2 separate regions of the Mus musculus genome follow, and region 2 is linked to region 1. Evidence: chromatin contacts called from public HiChIP or PLAC-seq data. All regions are on one chromosome and are shown on one strand. The core of a region is the stretch at or near the end of the contact, and the rest is flanking DNA. Distances in the headings are between cores, read along the strand shown.

Region 1 (4,151 bases), core at 134-2,633:
AGCTTACTTAAAAACTGTTTCAATGATAAAACAAGCTACTGCTTCAAAGGAGTGAAGTTGTGTAATGCCTGCAGCTAGTTATACAACAGCTGCACTTGAGACAGGAGCTCCACATTCACAAGACAGGCTTCAAAATGCCTGCAGCTAGCTATGCAACAGCTGCACTTGAGACAGAAGCTCCACATTCTCAGGAAATGTTTCCAATGGCTAAATATTTGTGTATTTGATTTTAAAAAGTCAACCCTGCTGAGGCAGAGGGAGCAGGAGTTCCAGGCCAGCTTGGGGTAAAGTATGAGACTTTGCCAAAGAATCAATCAATCAATCAATCAGTCAGTCAGTCATCATCATCCTCAGTAATAATAATTTATTATAATTTATTATTATTATTATTATTATTATTATTTCAGAATACTTGGTTTAAGTGATAAACATTAGCATTTGTTGGGAATTTTGTATTTTGATAGATGTCAATCTTACTTTCTCAAAATTCAGTAGTCTTTCCACAAATTAAAAAAAAAAAAATTAATGTGAAGAAACAGGAATGAGGGGGAAAAGGAAAATAAAGGAACACAATATAATGGAGCATAGACAGTTTGAAACACAAGAAACACAATTTTGCTTCCTTTCTGAAGAATTAAGTAGGAAACCCCATTATATTCTTTTTCTGTAACTTATCAAGAGCTCAAAACAGAAAGGATTTGGTCCTGAGTAGGTTCAGCGCCCCCCACCCCCACCCCACCCCAAGCCACCCCCTTACAATTCTATTTTAATTACAATGGATCTGCAAAACACAAGCTCCAAGCTTCCCAGGCAACTTCTGCCACTATGCACATTGCAAAGCTGTTGTCTGAGTTTCCTTCACTCAGGGACTTAAAGCAAACGTTTACTACAGCAATTTGATGTAATCCACCAGACTGTAACTTACCAGATCCCTGGGAAGAGTGGACTAGCAAGCTAAGTACAAAGCGAGAACGCTGTGGCTACAGCTCTGGCAGTTAGAAGGTGACTCGCTGCTCATTTCTCTTGCCTGAGAACTATTCGAGTATTGTATGCTCCGATAGAATAACTAATGTAACAACCTCATAGCTAATCCCGACTGCATTCTCCTGCTCTGCAGACCCACAGTGACGGGCTCACAGACGCCCTTCTGTTCTTAATCTTTTGTTCAAGGTTCAACTCTTTTGCCTTCCTGCCCTGTTTGAAACTCCTCTCTGCCCCTCCCATTGGTTCAAATACTATTGAATACTTACCCACTTCTACCTCCTGCGGGCTGCCTGTGGGACTAAGCATAGGTAGGGAAGCCTTTGTGACACACATCTCAGAGCTGAGGAGCTGAGTTTCCACTACAGGATTGAAACTTGAAAGCTGAGAGGCACAAATACGTGGGGAGGTTTCAGTATTTAGCTAATCCTGTAGCTCCTCCTTTCTGTACATACACACACGCTTGGTTGGCTCAGGGCCTAACAAAATCTCATTGGGAAACGCATTTCAAGGTCAGGAGCCACACTGGCGCCATCTGGAGACTGACTTTCCTGTTTGCTTCTGGTTTACTTTGTGTTTCGTTTCTCTTTCAGCACACTCTGATTTAGAAACATAATTCAAGCTGACCTTACTGAGGTCACAGGGATTTTCTTTTTTTTTTTTTTTTAATATTTTTTATTAGGTATTTTCCTCATTTACATTTCCAATGCTATTCCAAAAGTCCCCCATACCCTCCCCCCCCCACTCCCCTGCCCACCCATTCCCACTTTTGGCCCTGGCGTTCTCCTGTACTGGGGCATATAAAGTTTGCAAGTCCAATGGGCCTCTCTTTACAGTGATGGCCGACTAGGCCATCTTTTGATACATATGCAGCTAGAGTCAAGAGCTCTGGGGTACTGGTTAGTTCATAATGATGTTCCACCTATAGGGTTGCAGATCCCTTTAGCTCCCTGGGTACTTTCTCTAGCTCCTTCATTGGGGACTTTGTGCTCTGTCCAATGAATGACTGTGAGCATCTACTTCTGTATCTGCCAGGCACTGACAAAGGCCCTCAGGAGACAGCTATAGCAGGCTCTTGTTGGCATCTGCCTAGTGTCTGGGTTTGGTGGTTGTTTATGGAATGGATCCCCAAGTGGGGCAGTCTCTGGCAGTCTCTTCCTTCAGGCTCTGCTCCAAACTTTGTCTCTGTAACTCCTTCCATGGGTATTTTGTTCCCCCTTCTAAAAAGGATTCTGAGCTTCTGGGCTAATGTCCACTTACCAGTGAGTGCATATCATGTGTGTTCTTTCCTGATTGGGTTACCTTACTCAAGATGATATCCTCCAGATCCATCCATTTGTCTAAGAATTTCATGAATTCATTGTTTTTAACAGCTTTGAACCTCTTACCCTTTCTTATCACAGGCCTGCAACAGTTCTGGGAAACAGAGAACCCTGGGGAGATCAAAAAAACCAAACAGATTTTACTGCGTAATAAATATTTATATCCAATAGTCACATTCAACTATTTGAAACACTGGAGAGTTACCCATTTGGCCCATTAAAAAACTACTTTATTTCTTGAGCGGGGCATATCTATGCCACAGCATATGTGTAGGAGTCTGTCCTCTCCTGCTGCCCTGTTCTCCTGTGATCCAGGCCAGATGGTCAGGATTATGTGGCAAGAGCTTTTAAGCCCTGAGTCCATCTCCTTTGAAAAAATACAACTGTAACTTACTTATTAATTTGTCTTGGTTAAAGTTTTGAAAGAAAGCTGTCAACTCTTTTTTTTATTACATATTTTCCTCAATTATATTTCCAATGCTAGCCCAAAAGTCCCCCACACCCTGCCCCCCACTTTCCTACCCACCCATTCCCATTTTTTTGGCCCTGGCATTCCCCTGTACTGGGGCATATAAAGTTTGCGTGTCCAATGGGCCTCTCTTTCCAGTGATGGCCGACCAGGCCATCTTTTGATACATATGCAGCTAGAGTCAAGAGCTCCGGGGTACTGGTTAGTTCATAATGTTGCACCTACAGGGTTGCAGATCTCTTTAGCTCCTTGGATACTTTCTCTAGCTCCTCCATTGGGGGCCCTGTGATCCATCCAATAGCTGACTGAGAGCATCCACTTATGTGTTTGCTAGGCCCCGGCCTAGTCTCACAAGAGACAGCTATATCAGGTTCCTTGCAGCAAACGCTTGCTGGTGTATGCAATGCTGTCATTGTTTGGAGGCTAATTATGGGATGGATCCCTGGATATGGCAGTCTCTAGATGGTCCATCCTTTTCTCTCAGCTCCAAACTTTGTCTCTGTAATCCTTCCATTGATGATTGTTTCCAATTCTAAGAAGGGGCAAAGTGTCCACACTTTGGTCTTCGTTCTTCTTCAGTTTCATGTGTTTTGCAAATTGTATCTTATATCTTGGGTATCCTAAGTTTCTGGGCTAATATCCACTTATCAGTGAGTACATATCATTTGAGTTCTTTTGTGATTGTGTTACCTCACCAGCTGCTGTCAACTCTTTAACGTATGCAAATATAGGAGTATTTCTTTATAAAATATTAGCACTTTTTCAACTTCTGAGTAGAAACTACTTTTTCAAAACTAGGACTTCCTAGATCAGCAATTAGAATTCCCCTGGGTTCTGTTCCTGGGAACCACACTGTGTAGCTCATAACTGCCTATAACTCCAGCTGCAGAGGACGTGTTGCCTCTGCTGTCTGAAGGCACCCACATACACATAAATCTGAAAGAAAGAAAGAAAGAAGAAAGAAAGGAAGGAAGGAAGGAAGGAAGGAAGGAAGGAAGGAAGAAAGAAAGAAAGAAAGAAAGAAAGAAAGAAAAGAAAGAAAGAAAGAAAGAAAGAAAGAAGAGAGGGAAGGAGTAAGGAAGGGAGGGAAGGAAGGGGAGGGGAGGGGAGGAGAGGAGAGGGGAGGAGAGAGAGAGAAAGAAAAGGAGGGAGGGAGGGAGAAAGAGGAAAAAGTGGAAGGGGAAGAGAGAAAGAGAATACCTGGCATAAGTTAATTCATCTTGGAAGCATGTTCAATATCTTGTCCTCAGAAGAAAGATATTGTTCTCTGTAGTTTTAAAGACAGATTCTCACTGAATCCGGAGCTCACAGATTAAGTTAGGCTAACTAACCAGCAAACTCCAAGGACCCACTAGTCTCTACCTATCTGAAACTGAGTT
Region 2 (4,144 bases), core at 978-3,477, 35 kb after region 1:
CTGTGGTGCACACTCTCACCTGTGCAGACTAAGTTCCTAAGTTCAGCGGAGTCCCGGAACCAAGATGGCGCCCGCTGCTCCTGAGACAGAGGGCTTCCGAGCCAGGTGGACACCTGTCCTCTGGTCGGGAGGGTGGCCGGCTGTCTGCAGCCTGAAAAGGGTGCTGCCTCAGCGGCTCTGTGGCTCTGCCTATCCCAGAAGCTGTTCAGTTCTGTAGTGCACCCTCTCACCTGTTCAGACTAATTTCCTAAGTTCGGCGGAGTCCCCAAGGCAACTCTTATAAAGACAATATTTAGTTGGAGCTGGATTACAGTTTCAGAGGTTCAGTCCATTATCATCAAGGCAGGAGCATCTAGTGATCTTTATCATCTAGAGAAATATTGACACATAGTAGGTGGTTATATCTCTGAATGAATGAATGAGCTCTGTATACATTTTATCCATCCTACTATCAAAGCAAACATTTTGTCATTTGGTCACAAAGCAGGTCACTGCCCATGTTCCACTTTCTGTGTTTGCTTGTTTGTTTGTTTGTTTGTTTGTTTGCTGAGATATCTAATCCTTATGCTGGGAATTTCCCACAGTTTGAGCCATCTAGAGAATGGGTTGGTTCAGTTGGTTCAGCTTGGTTCAGTTCTTTCACTACTGGGTCACACACCACATTGGCTTTATTCTACTAATTTTGTCCTTTAGCTTCTCCATTCAAGCAGATATCTGTAGGATCATAATCACAATGAGGATAGACAAATTTTCTAGCCTCTTGATTAGGGATCATGAACAGTAGTGTTGAGGAAATCTCATAGTTTTTCTCAAACTGCATATTTTACTTCCATTTCAACAAGCTCCTCCCCTACTTTTGCTAAGCAGGAACACAGCAGAAGGAAACATGCTTCTTTCTATCATGCTGGCTCACTTAGATCCTCCTAGCAGTGTAAAAGCCTCCACTTACTCTTGACCCTGATGTGAAGATGAAGCTAATGACTCAAGATATTTTCCTGATTTTAACTTTAATACTTCCTAAACAAGCATAATTTAATATTGATAATCACATAGCTTTCAAAATACAGGGATGATATCAAATTGAAAATGGTACCGTGTTATTGATATTAGTAAGTCCGTATGGGTCACAGAGTTCAGTGCTATCTCAGGACAATTTGACACATTTTCTACCTCAGTTTCTGGTCCCTTTTCATACTGTTCATGTCATGTTATCCTCTTGAGTATTACCTCAGTCTTGCACATTATTTCACTAAGATTACTAAACTCTCTGGCAGAAAAGAGGGCTGATTTTGCCAAATGCTAGATTCTAGGGGTGCAACTGCAGTAGAACTGAGCCAGAAAGTCTGTTCTGTACCAGGCAATGTGTAAGCTTTTTATCTCTGAAGCTGTGGATATCTGCAAGCAAGGTGTCCTACACCATCACCACCAACAGAACCACTGCTAAAAAGCCACAGGTTTCTAATTAGTGTGTGTGTGTGTGTGTGTGTGTGTGTGTGTGTGTGTGTGTGTGTGTGTATGAGTATGTATTTGTGACAGCAAATGTGTGGCTGTAGGTGTGTATATGTATGTGTGTGTGTGTGTGTGTGTGTGTGTGTGTGTGTGTGCATGTGTGCATGAGGGTACATGATTGCCACACTAGGTGTTGAGATCAGAGAACAACTTTCAGGAGGTGATTCTCTTTCCAGCAAAGGTATTAAAAATTGCACTCCAGTTGTCAGGTGTCTGCAGCAAGTACTTTTACTTGAGAAATCATCTCACCATCCCAAAGCAATCAGTTAAAATTATAATATATCTAAAGAGGCTTATATCTAGAATATATACAAGTTTCAAAAGGAGAAATAGCACCATTTACCTGAGGGGAAAGATGGGGGGACCTAAGTGTCTTTACATTACCATAGACTCTTGATGTGTTCTTTGTAGGCAGGAGATGGGAACTGTGATCAGTGACAGACTCTAAGTTCTGTGAGGCTAAATGAACACCAGGAAATCTATGGTGAATGCTCTACTCTCTGAGTCCACATACACCCACACTTGCAGCTGAGGGTGTCTCTCTATTAAACGCTGTGTCCATTAAGGCCGCACAGTTTACAGGATTTCATCTTTGAAACAGAAGATGTAACAGATGATCTAATCTGGACTTTTTGTTTTTCTCCCTTTAACCATCTGCTTTGAGTTACTTCTTCAGGCCCCAGGGTAAACAAAACACTAAATCTTCAATTAAAACTTCATGGATTCCACCCCTCCCCAGTTCCAGGAATTATTCTATGCCACATTGTACAAATTAAATATGTGTAAGTTTCTGGTGCTATTTGAGATGAATTGAACTATAACATCCTCCTGATATATCCATGTTATGAAGGAAGCTGTGAAGTGTGGAAATAATAACATAAATGTAGTGTTAAAACAAAACAATAATGTCTGACACAATAGGAAAAGCAATGAGGAAGGAGCCACACATGTCTGTTACAATTGTCCTGAAGATCCACACGGATGTAGCAATGTTCAAGCTAAGGATTTTGTCTGTCAGAGCAACAGGGAGTGGAAGACTTGGAACTATGGGATATACTAATTCCTCCAAAGATTTTCACACCTAGATCCTTAAAGCAAGGACTACAAATGCCCCCAAGTCAGACATTCTCATATCACAAGTGAAAAAGAAGAAGAAAAGCAAAGATTTCCTTAAAGTGTTTGATGAGAGTGGAATTGTACCAGGTGCTAGCAATTACATGGCAGTGGCTGCAATCTGATGGCTGTGAGTTCCAATAAAGAAGGGGTGTATACATACAACATTATTACAAAGTGAGGGAAAGCCAGTGTGAGGGTCTTACAACTCACTTAAGACTCAGTGAAATGGAGAGCCAGGCTACCTTTTGGGTGAACTGGGTGGATAGTCCCATGATCCCCAGAGGACTCCCCACTCTCCACTTCCACGGAAATATAGGATCCCAGAATCCCAGATGCTTGGTCACACTAGGATCCCAAGGTCTCAGAGGAAGCTTAACTGCCAAGAACTCTGAAACACCCAGAATCTCAGGATCACAGGATCACAGAATCACAGAGAAAGCTGGACTCTGAGGAGTTCTGACTCAACTAGGATTACAGGAAGTACAGGCTATACAGCACAGATATATATACAGCACAGATATATCAAGGGCAGAGAGCACTTGAGATATCTACACTTTGCACCAGAGTGACTGGAATTGTGGCTGTCCTGATTATAGGATTTTAACTTATCTGAAATAACTGTTTTTTAATAAGTGTGTTGGGTTCCCCTCACACACCCCCACACCCCCGCTTTTATTTTGTACTTGCCTCCACTGGGAAAGATGAAGAGAACACATTTCTCTGATATCCATAAACATGAAAGCACGTGAAATCTCAAAAAAAAAAAAAAAAAAAAAAAAGAATAGAAGCAACAGAAACCAAGGTTACTTGGAATCATCACAACCCAACTCTCCCACCTTAGCAAGTTGTGGATACACCATTACACATGAGAAGCAAGATTCAGATCTAAAATCACTTCTCATAATGATGATAGAGGACTTTAAGAAGGGCATAACTCACTTAAAGAAATACAGGAGAACACAGGTTAAACAGCTAGAAGCCCTTAAAGAGGAAAACAAAAAAATCACTTAAAGAATTACTGGGAAACACAATCAAAAGGTGAAGGAATTGAACAAAACCATCCAGGATCTAAAAATGGAAGTAGAAACAATGAAGAAATCACAAAGGAAGACAACTCTGGAGATAGAAAACTTAGGAAAGGAGTCAGGAACCATAGATGCAAGCATCACAAACAGAATACAAGAGATAGAAGAAAGAATCTCAGGTGCAGAAGATACCATAGAAAACATTGACATAACAATCAAAAAAATGTGAAATGTAAAAAGATCCTAATCCAAAACATCCAGAAATCCAGGACACACTAGGAAGACCAAACCTAAGGATAATAGGTATAGATGAGAAGAAAGATTTCCAACTTAAAGGGCCAGTAAATATTTTCAACAAAATTATAGAAGAAAACTTTCCAAACCTAAAGAAAGAGATGCCCATGAACATACAAGAAGCCTACAGGACTCCAAATAGACTGGAACAGAAAAGAAATTCCTCCAATCACATAATAATCAAAACACACTAAACAAAG

What was found. HiChIP or PLAC-seq counts read pairs in DNA pulled down with a chosen protein or histone mark.
Region 2: a contact with region 1 is called in an H3K27ac HiChIP or PLAC-seq map of heart atrium, with 14 read pairs. The contact joins the enhancer-like site here to the promoter of Clec2d in region 1. A contact is called at or near these places in 4 of 39 promoter capture datasets (the 3T3-L1 cell line, the C10 cell line and liver), 1 of 15 datasets of contacts at CTCF or cohesin (CD8 T cells) and 1 of 115 datasets of contacts at active chromatin or transcription factors (heart atrium).

The regions. Positions count from the first base shown.
Region 1 is chr6:129,177,847-129,181,997 of GRCm38.p6, reverse strand. Clec2d (C-type lectin domain family 2, member d) reads right to left here and starts at 1,383. Exons shown (of 5, transcript NM_053109.3): 1 at 1,251-1,383. The coding sequence starts at 1,317.
Region 2 is chr6:129,144,139-129,148,282 of GRCm38.p6, reverse strand. No RefSeq gene overlaps it. Among named protein-coding and RNA genes, the nearest start is that of Gm26160, 29 kb to the left of the region's middle. Within about 2 kb of position 2,227, at least 15 of the 459 cell types and tissues checked have an H3K27ac peak or open chromatin away from gene starts, as enhancers often do.